Regions from separate parts of the Mus musculus genome. Here region 1 is linked to region 2. The links are chromatin contacts, called in public promoter capture Hi-C maps. All regions are on one chromosome and are shown on one strand. The core of a region is the stretch at or near the end of the contact, and the rest is flanking DNA. Distances in the headings are between cores, read along the strand shown.

Region 1 (4,797 bases), core at 401-2,900, about 21 Mb after region 2:
TATTCCCATTGAGTCAGTCAGCTTACCCTATCTAAAAGACGTCTTCACATATATTTAAATCCCTTTCTCAAATGTTTTCATTTTCCTCTCCACCAACATACTTTAACTTTACTAGTCTTGTCTCTTTTATCTTGCTTTTTTACCACTACTAACACAAGTTCCAAGAGGGGTTCTTGTGGGATTCCTCCACTGCTGTGTCTCTACCCTTAGTCCAGGGACCAGGTATAGAACAAAAATAATAGCGCAAAGAGCATCAATCAGGAAGGATTTGCAATTGTTACAAGAGCTAGCAACCAAAGAAAGGTTAGAGATGAATACACACTGATCGTTCTCAAAAGCTGGGCGTGGGTATCACCCCGCGATGTTATTAAAATGCAGCTTTACGCCTTCTGCCCACGTATTGGTTCCATCCACTACGCGGAGTCGCGACAGGTGATCAAACGGTCACCCCTGTGGTTCCAGCAGAGGGTGTAAGAGCCCGAAGATGAGCGACTCTACTTTGCAGACATCCTTTGGCAAACCAAGCCGACAGTTGAGCGCCTGCTGGATGCGAAGCGCCGCAGCCCCTTTGGGGCGGAGAAAGGCAGCGTCCCCGCCCTCGCCAGCCAGCAGCCCAGAACCCGAGGCGAAAGAGCCGGACGGCGCCCCTCGGCGCCCGCGGTCGCCGGTCCCTCCCACCTGAGCACTCGCCGCCACAGGTCCCCCCCACCTCCAGGCTCCGCCCCCGGGGCCTCGCCTCCCGCCGCGCGCCCCGCCAGAGCGTGTGCCCGCTCGGCAGGCAGGCAGGCGGGCAGGCAGGCAGGCCTTCCTCACCCGCGAGCTCCGCAGCCGCTGCAGCAGCGCGTCCTCGTCGTCCTCGACATCGCCGAAGACGAGCTGCTCCAGGCAACGCTCGGCGGCCGGCTTATCGTCCTCTAGCGTCAGGCGGTTCCGCTGCCGGAGCCGGCTCTCCTCCTCCTCTGCCGCCGCCGCCGCGGATCCCGCGCTAGGGGCCGCCCTCGGCTCGGCCGGCTGTGTCCGTTGGGATGAACGGGCGGCCTTTGCGGGCGTGCTGCCGCTCCCGGGTCTGGCTTTCCTCCCCGGCGTTGCGCCGGCTCTCCGGTCTCGTCTCGTCCGGCTCTTGCGTTCGGGCGGCATCCTCAGGGCTGAGGGGAAAACGCCGACGTTCACGTGGAGTACCACTGCGCATGTGCCGGGGCGGCTCGCTCTTCTCCTCGGCCCGGCCCCGGGGAGCCGGAAGGAGTCTGCGCCGCCGCAAGCCACGTGACCGGCGCTCGCGCGCTACGTCACTCCCACTCCGTCCGGCGGCCCCGCCCCATGTGGGAGTTCCTCAGGGAAGGCCGATCTTCCGGGTGGAGGGGGAAGCGGCGTGACTGGAGTGGAAATTTTTCCCAACACAACTTCTCGGAGGCAACATATTGGAAGGGACTCGGGGAGGCCGGAGTCCAAATGGAAGTGGCTGAAAGAAACTTCTCGCCCTGCTGATTCTGAGCCCCGCGTCGTGCCGCGCGCCCTCAATTACCTCATCGACTTGTGGTCTTGGTACGGTCCTTAGAGTACGGCGCCTGCCGAGGGTCCCACGCTGGAGGGGAGAGAGGAGGGTACGTGGGGGAAGTGGGCCAATCGGGGCGCGGGTCACGGCGCAGGCGCGCTGGGGAGGGAGGGCTATGCTAATGTTGTTGATATCCTGGGGCCACCCGAGTTAAAAGGGGGGAAATCCGGGGGCTGCCACTGCTGTCGCTGGCCCTGGCCCAGCCGGGGGTCCCCCCTGTAGTCGCCGCAGTCCCGGGGAGAGGCACCGGCCCCCTGCTCGCGGGGGGGGAGGGGGCGCCGCGGGCTCGGGGAGCACGGACGGCCCCTACCCATGAGGCCCTGATGGAAAACACAAAGGATCTGGTGAGAGCCGAGCGCAGCGGCCGCTTTGTGTGCCAGGTTTGAGGGGGGGGGGCACGCCTGCGGCTGCCCGGCCCCCGGAACGCCGCAGCTCGGGGACCCCACTCGCGGGCCTGCTTCTTCATCCCACGCCCCCTCCGTCTCCGGAGCTCCCCTCCCCCTACTGGCCGTTAAACGTTCAGGGGTTCCCCTCCCCCCCTCAACCCCTGACTTAGGGTTCTCTTAGGGAGAAAAAAAAACATAAGAAAGTTTTTCCTCTGCTCCCTCCCAACCCCGTTCTGCTTGAAGGGAAAGATTAGATAGGAGACTTTGCCTTTTTTAGCTGCCAAGGGTGGGAGAGTGGTTTCTCGGGGGTGTGGGGGCAGGAGCATACAGAGTTTCGGGGCTTGGCTGGAGACGGAGCCCACCATTGTAGAGCCAGCGCCGAGAGGCATTTTGCACGTGGAGGTGCTGATACTGAAAGGGGGCGGGGTGGGCACGTGTGGGAGGGAGACGTAGGAGTGGTATCGGGGAGTCAGCCGCCAAGGCTGCTACTTGAGGGTTCCAAGTCAGTGGGCTTCCACCATCCGTACGTTCTCCTTTGTGAAAAAGAAATCCTGACATTTCAGAGTCGGAAGAGACACTAGAAGTCACCCAAAGCAGCCCAGCTTCTGACGAGTGGTAGGTAGTCTGACCTCTACTTAACCCTACATCCATATACCACGCACTGCAGCCTAGGAAAGCACCTTCGGTTTCTTTCAGTCTCTGATATTCACTTGCCTGCCCTTATTAGACCCTTCAGTCTCATTCATGTCGTGTCCTGGTTAAGTTGCTCCCTTTTTTACTTCTCAAATTTGTTCTCACATCCTCCTCACCCACCCACTGCTCATTGGCCTATATTTTGTATGCCAGGAAAGAACATCAGGGAAGTGGAGGGAGGGGGATGGGGAGAGTAAAGAGATGGTAAGGGCCAACTGAAAACTTTGCTGGGTCGGTATCAAGTGTGCTGCTTCCATGACTAAAGATGGTTGAAACTATTCCCTGGGAAGCCAGGGAACTGCTATGTGGGGGTTTCATGACTGTTTCACAAGTAGTCCTCTTTGCGATGAGGACATTTTTAACACCATATCCTTGGTACTGTCAATGTACATTATTTGCCTTTTGCTAAATCACTTTTTCTAAGAACGCGTAAAATTGGGCCTGGGGGAGGAATAGTACTGAAACTAATAAATACAATACTTGGAAGATACATGATCAAAACTATTCCTTCTCATCATTTTGACTCATGGTCTTTGCAAACCCATGCCCCCTCCAAAAGGAAGGCCCTTTCTCACAAATGCTTCTTGTAACGTTTATTTATTTATAGGATAGGATGCTGTTGGGGGGTGGGGGCGGGGGTGGGGGTGGGGGATCAGAGAACAGGTGGAGGTAGTCATCTTAACTTATGCCATGTGCGAACCAGGAATCAAACCCAGGTCATCAAGATTGGGAGCAGACACCTTTAACCTACTAAGAACTTGCTCGAACCTGCCTGTCTTCCCCTACCCCCACCCCACCCCTCATGTGTGTAAGTGTAAGAATTCTTAGACTTGAAATGTTTGTTACAATTTATTGTTTACTTTTGACTTTTTAATCTTTTTTTTTAATTTATTTATTATATGTAAGTACACTGTAGCTGTCTTTAGACACACCAGAAGAGGGCGTCAGATCTCTTTACGGATGGTTGTGAGCCACCATGTGGTTGCTGGGATTTGAACTCCAGACCTTTGGAAGAGCAGTCGGGTGCTCTTATCCACTGAGCCATCTCAACAGCCCGACTTTTTAATCTTTTACCCCTTACATTAATATGCACCAGAACTTAGCACTTAGTAGTTAACTTGCAAATATATATTGGCACCCACTGCTGTGCTTAACTCCCAGGAGTTGCTCCTGATACTGGTAAAGAAAAGCAAGCGTCTTCCTGTTCCCCAGTCTGTGGTAGAGGCTGGTGGTTTGCTCTTGTGTGTTTCAGACTGTTTACCTCACACCAAGGAGTGTTTAGAAAGAAAATAGCTGGCTTTTTGCACTGTCTCCTCTGAATAACAAATAGCTTCTATTTATATGGAAGCCCATATTGAAGTATTGCAAATGCCTTGCAGATTAGAGCAGATGCTGTCGCAAATAAGTGACTGTTCTTAATGTCTCTGGTGAGCCAGGGTTTCTAGCCATTTTCTTTCAGGGCTATTCACTAGTGTTTTAGCATGGATTTGAATCCTAGCTGTAAAAACTTAGAGCTATTTACGCACCAAAGTTTCAGTCAGTATCGCCTTCCAAAGTTTTTTCCTGCTAACTTTAAGCATGAACTGTCATGATAAAATTTGACTTTAAAAGCATTTGCATGCTAAACATACTAGACAGGAACAACTGGTTTTATTTTTAAAGAGGTCATTACTCTGTTTTTTATGGTTAGCTATACATGGATCTCATTATCTGTCTTCCAAGATATTTGGGTGTTTCCCTCATCCCTTAGTTACTTTTGTAAATAAAGACAAAGCAAATTATTTTAAATTGTGTTAAAATACAGCATTCAGACTCAGAATTGCAGTTTATGAGTAAAAACAGCATGTTAATGTCATAGTCATTAGAGTATGAAGTGACTGAAAGTACGAAGTGACTGAAAGCCAGGATTCCTCAGGTGATCTGAATAACCACGTATTAAGCGTGGAGAAGTCAGCTGTTTTGACTTGCTAATTCATTACTTCTCAGCTTTTTATCTTTACAACTTTTTACATGTCTGTCTAGGCCAAACATCGTGGTGCATGCCTTTAAGCCCACCACCCAAGCGTCCGAAGATACAGCTTTGCTTGGACTATGTAGTAAAGATACAGCTTTGCTTGGACTATATAGTAAAGCCCCCATTTCACAGAAGCAACAGGAGATTTAACC
Region 2 (5,383 bases), core at 1,416-3,915:
AGAAATGTATGACATTCTGTTCCTTGTTATCATGAAGAGATGCAAATCAAAGCGTGGGGAATTTTAAAAAAATTACATTTATGTGTGTGTGCCTCAGTGTGCTTGTGAAGGCAGAGTTGGTTCTTCACTTAGACCACGTAGGTGCTGGAAGATGAACTCAGTCATCAGGTTGGCAGCAGGCACCCTTACCTGCTGAGCCACCTTGCTGGCCCCAAGGAGACTCTTGAACAGATGCTAAGACAAGGAAGGAGATGGCTTAGTGGTGAAGAGAACTTGCTGTTCTCTTAAGAGAAGACTGGAGTTCTATTCCTAGCATAGCTGTATCTCCAGCCCCAGGGGAGCTGATAACTCTGGCCTCTATGGGCACTTGCATATACCCACCAACATGCAGACATAAAAACTGACAGAACCATTACTTTTCGTTGGATAAATGCTGGGAAGCATTTGACATTAACTGACCCTCTGCTCAAAACTGATAGGTATATAAAAAGTCATTACATATTTTTAAAGCAGCCAACATTAGCAACAAATTTACTGTGAGCCCTTCCTTCCCACCTAAGAGAAGTCCCCGAGGAGGTGGGGGCTATATAAACCACGCATGTCAGGATCTTTAGAAGTGGGCACTCTGTGACAGGGAGGAAAAGCTGTGACCTCAGCTTCTTGGAATGAGAGGCAAGCCTGTGGCCCAGGATTCAGGCCTGGGTGCCCAGGCACAGACCATCTACAGCCTGAGAAAGGTCTTAAATTCAATTTCTCGTAACTTTAAAAAAAGGGGGGGGGGGAAGCCATTACACATTGCTTCTACAGTTTCCTCTAAATGCTCATGGAATCAAGGCCAACTTCCTCCATGGGCCTTTACTACCTGGTCAGGATTGCCTTATGGCCTAATAAAAGGCTCTTCTTCCTCTTATATTTATCTGGCTGTTATTTAGCTTTCTAGTCTCAGATATAATGCTATTCCCTCAAGCACTCCTTGACTCCATCCCCAAGCCTAGTCCAGACCTGGTGCTTTTGTGTATTCTTTCATGGTATCTATATTATCTGTAAAGCCAAGTTAATGCCATCTCCCCAGTTAAGACTACAAATTCCATGCGCAACATGTTTACTACAAGTCTAACACAAGTATTTATTTTTTCAGTTAAACATGTATTTCATTCTAAAACCCTCCTCTCAAGGAAGGATTATGAATGAACATATAGTCAGAGGCATTTCAACTGAAACAAACTCATTTGATTAAATGTCCACATAACCTAATCGCCAGAGGACAACGATTTAGAAAAATAGCTTGCATTTTTTGTTATAGGAAAGGCGACTGGCTAAACCTGGTGTAACTGGAACTTAGCTGATTTCACTCACGTGGGAAAGCAGTGGTTAGTGGGAGGGGGTGCTAGAAGAGGACTCTTACCCAATCCAGCAAAAGCAAACAGACTTGCAACTGGACCTCGGCCCTGCCCCCTTCCAGACGAGCCACTTCTGGCAGAGACAACTAACTTCTCTGTGCTTCAGGTTTTTCATTAACAGAAAGTTAGCAGTAACATCTCCATTGCTATGGCGAGAATGAAAACACACAATGCCGGTACACAGTGAAAGCTTAGTAACACGAACTGTTACCAGTTCTTAAGATGTTAACGTTAAATTCTCTCATGTATACTCTAGAGGTCCCTTTGGACTTACTAGGCGTTAAATCCAAAAAAATATACAGGCTGTGGCCTCGTACTTGCTCTCCAGGGAGCAAATCTTGGCGACTTCAAAGCTTGGCTAAGCAAGGAACGACAAGGTGTCACACTTCATTTAATCTGAAGAATAATATTACAGGCTCTGTCTTCAGATATAAATTATAACAGTACAGAACAAGCAGCGAATTCCAACAATTTAAAATCTAAGTAAGTCTACCCGGTGTTAATTCTGGCAAGAGCCTTGCCGATCTGTTTTAAAGTCACCCCTGCCCTCATTTCAGTAGACGTGCACCATGCCATAGAGGAAGGTCCAAAAGAGGACGTAGGTGAAGAGGCCTCCAATGAGGCCTCCCGTAAAGAGAGGTCTTCGTGACTTAAAATATTTGTTCCACCTCCTTCCCGCTTTGAGAATGAGGAGCAGGGAGAGCAGGACGGAGGCAAGCAGGTAGAAGATGAAGCCGTAGAGGCCGGTGAGGCCGAGGATGCCGGCGGTGGCCCCGGACAGCGCTGACACTGAGGTCCGGCAGTAATCCAGGACCGCGGCGTTGCCTCGCACGGCTGCCTCGCTGATGAACGGCGGCCCTTCCCGCTTGGCCACCACCGCGGCCATCGCACCCGCCGGGGCTCCGCTTCTGCCTTCACGCCGACTCACGCGGAGCTGTGGAGAAAACCGAGTTACAAGTGGAGCCCGAAGCCTGGCGAGCTGAGCGCACGGCGCCTCCTCCCCCTGGGACCTCCGACGCCGTGCTGGGGGCCTCTGACCTCCACTGCACGCCGAAACTGAGGCTCGGGCCGGCCCGGGACAGCAGCACATCAGCACACGCCCGACAGGCTCGCGGAGTTACCTGAGACGCCGCGGCACACAGTCCCTCGTGTTCCCTCAGACAGGAAAAAGCGGAGAGTCCCGCGCCGCCATCTTGCGCTGGAGGCTGCTGGGAGGGCTCGGTTTGCGCAGGCGCACAAACTCCGCCCCACCCTCCTACGCTTGCGCCTCGGGCGCTCTCCCCTCCCGCCCCACTTCAGCACACAAGTCCCGGGACTCCGGAAAGCCCAACAGCGCTCCAGATGCTGATTGGCTAGAGACTTCTTAAGTATTCATGAGGGGGCGGGCTGAGCAGGGCTGCCCTTTGTTAACCAGGGAGGGCGCGGCCGCGGGCATTCTCGCTGGGGGTCTCACCGGGCGCTGTCTCCTTGACAGATTTCGGTCGAAATGTCCTACACCCCGGGCCAGCCTGTCACCGCCGTAGTGGTGAGTGCGCTTGCGCGGGCTCCTTCTCCTCTTGGCTCACCCCCATTTCGCAGAGCGGCAAACTGACATCTAGACAGGCTGAGAAAGTATAGGACCCGGGGCTCCTGCGTATATTCCGGTGGCCGTTTCTGCTTAACAGTGCTGCAGCCTTCCCTGGCCTGGAGAGGTGGCTGGGACCTAAGAGCCTCCCGGGACCCTGGGCAGAGGCCAGATCCTGTGCACTGCCGCCGTCGGGTGGATACCTTTTACTAGGCGCAGACCGGGAGGACGTAGGAGAAAGGCTGGTCCGCGGGAGTGTTAGAAAACTCCCCTGCCCTGGGCCTCCTGTCCCCAGCTGGGCGGCCGTGGGGGGCGGGCGCCGATGTCCTGTGAGTCGCAGCCTCTGGAATGAGGAAGCGTTTCCTCTGCTCCAGCCGGCACACTGCCGCCGCCGCCGCCGCCGCCGAGCCGTAGGAGATTTAGGGGGTGGGGCTGGCCAGAGTTTGTGCATCCCCCTTCCCGCTTCTCATCCGGCCTCGCTGCTCTTGGGACAGACCCCTCGAGAGCTAAGGCTTGGTCTTCTGAACTTTTTAGGGTACTCAGCCCTTGATGCTTAGTGTTTGTCCTGTGCATGACACTTAAGCTTCTAGACCTTTCCAGGGCCTCCTTCTCGGTTTGTCTTGTGTATCAATCAGGTGTATTTGAATAGGCAACAGGATGGAGGGGTAGATGTTACAGTCTGATGGGGGCGCTGGCCAACCCTGAGCAGCTGAATCCCAAGAGAGAAGCATCAGTGCCCAGTTTCCTAAAAGGAAGCTTTTAGGAAGGACACAAATCACTCCCCAGACAGGGCCTTACTCTTAAGCTTAAACTGGCCTTGAACTTCTGGCAGTACTCCCTTCTTAGCCTTCCAAGTGTTGGAGTCACAGGTGTGACTTGTGTCCACAGTCCTGGAACTGTAGGGATGGGCCTTGTTAGATGGGTGTGTTGGAGGGTGGGGGCAACAAAGCTACTGATAAAGGTGGCTTGGGAGGGTGAGCTTCCGGCTAGGATATCCCAGTTTTTACTCAATTTGTACCAGCCTGATTTTTCTAGGATCCTTCACTGGCTGCCCCAGAAAGATCATCGAGTTTGACCCTATCTGGAAAAGGAGGGTGTAATTAGGACCTAGGGAGAGCCACTTTGCTGCCTGACTTCTCCCTTAAGTTAGGGCTTTGTCTCTTTTTGGACCTTGCTGGTGGAAGTGAAGGAAGGTGTGTGTGGGAGTAAGCCTGGAGGAGCTTACACTTTTGGACAGGAAGCCCCAGGTGAAAGGACCTTAGGCATCGAGGTTTTCCACCCTCTTCCGTCTTGGCAGGAGAGTCAGAGTCTTCCTTAAAGCTGTAAGACCACAGTCCTCCAATCCTAATGCCAGGTGCATGCCTGAACATAAGCAAGCAGAGCTGGCCTTTCTCAGTCTCGGATTGCTCATGGGGTGGAGGTGCCTCCTTCCCAGTCTTACCCCCTCAGGTAGAGTTAGCATCCTGGTTCTGTTCCGGCCATTTTTGTTAAAACCATTTCAAAAGCTGTCCTCTGAACTGTAGCCCCACTGATCTGCCTCCTGGAAGCCTGTGCAGATGACCTCTGACACTGCTCTACCTGGGTCGACGCTTGCATCTATCCTGACTGGTTCTCAGTCATCTCAATCTTCCTAATGCCACACCCTTTAATACAGCTCCTCAAGTTATGGTGACCCCAACCATAAAATCAGTTTCGTTGCTACTTCATAACTGTAATTTTACTAATGTTAAGAATCATAATGTTGCTGGGCAGTGGTGGCGCACGCCTTTAATCCCAGCACTTGGGAGGCAGAGGCAGGCGGATTTCTGAGTTCGAGGCCAGCCTGGGCTACAAAGTGAGTTCTAGGACAGCCAGGGCTACACAAAGAAACCCTGTCTCAAAACAAAACAAAACAAAACAAAACCAAACCCAAAAAACAAAAACAAAAAAGATTCATAATGTTAAATATCTGTTTTCCAATGGTCTTTGGTGACCCCTTTATAAGGGTCATTCGATGCCCCTCAGGGTCACGACCCACAGGTAGAGAAAGACTAGCCATATGCCAGGGTGCTCTGTTCCAATTCCTCATGATCAGTCCTTGTCTATGGATCACCAGTTGTAAGCAGCTCCTGTCCTCAGGCCTCTATCTCCCACCCATGAGTTATCCGTTCCCTTCCCGACAAGCTCCAGTGGCCGTTGTATCGTCGATGCCTTACCTTACTCCTAACTCCTCTTTGAATTCCAGTAGGCTCAAGATCGAGGTCAGGTGGTGACATGACCATTTCCCAAGGCTGGGTACAAATGATCCTTTTGTTAAAGCCTTTCCAAGTCTGGGAAGTTACCCCCACTTCTTTGTGTTGAAATTCTCAACATTGGGGGGTAACCCTGGTGGCTGGAGGATGCTTTCTGAGGGCTCTCAAAGAAGCCTGCATAATTGGAG

What was found. Promoter capture Hi-C pulls out the DNA fragments that hold promoters and counts their contacts.
Region 1: a promoter capture Hi-C map of pre-B cells shows a contact between it and region 2. The contact joins the promoter of Mbtd1 here to the promoter of Tax1bp3 in region 2. A contact is called at or near these places in 2 of 39 promoter capture datasets (cranial neural crest and pre-B cells) and 1 of 9 other capture datasets (liver).

The regions. Positions count from the first base shown.
Region 1 is chr11:93,884,521-93,889,317 of GRCm38.p6, forward strand. Mbtd1 (mbt domain containing 1) reads left to right here and starts at 1,651. Exons shown (of 16, transcript NM_134012.4): 1 at 1,651-1,896. Utp18 (UTP18 small subunit processome component) reads right to left here and starts at 1,246. Exons shown (of 14, transcript NM_001013375.1): 1 at 814-1,246. The coding sequence starts at 1,137. RefSeq lists enhancers at 1,248-1,280, 1,475-1,517, 1,530-1,563 and a cis regulatory region at 1,261-1,268.
Region 2 is chr11:73,174,418-73,179,800 of GRCm38.p6, forward strand. Tax1bp3 (Tax1 (human T cell leukemia virus type I) binding protein 3) reads left to right here and starts at 2,666. Exons shown (of 4, transcript NM_029564.2): 1 at 2,666-2,925. The coding sequence starts at 2,887. It overlaps Emc6 (ER membrane protein complex subunit 6), which reads right to left and starts at 2,625. Exons shown (of 2, transcript NM_025318.3): 1 at 2,522-2,625; 2 at 1,086-2,334. The coding sequence starts at 2,286. The coding sequence ends at 1,954.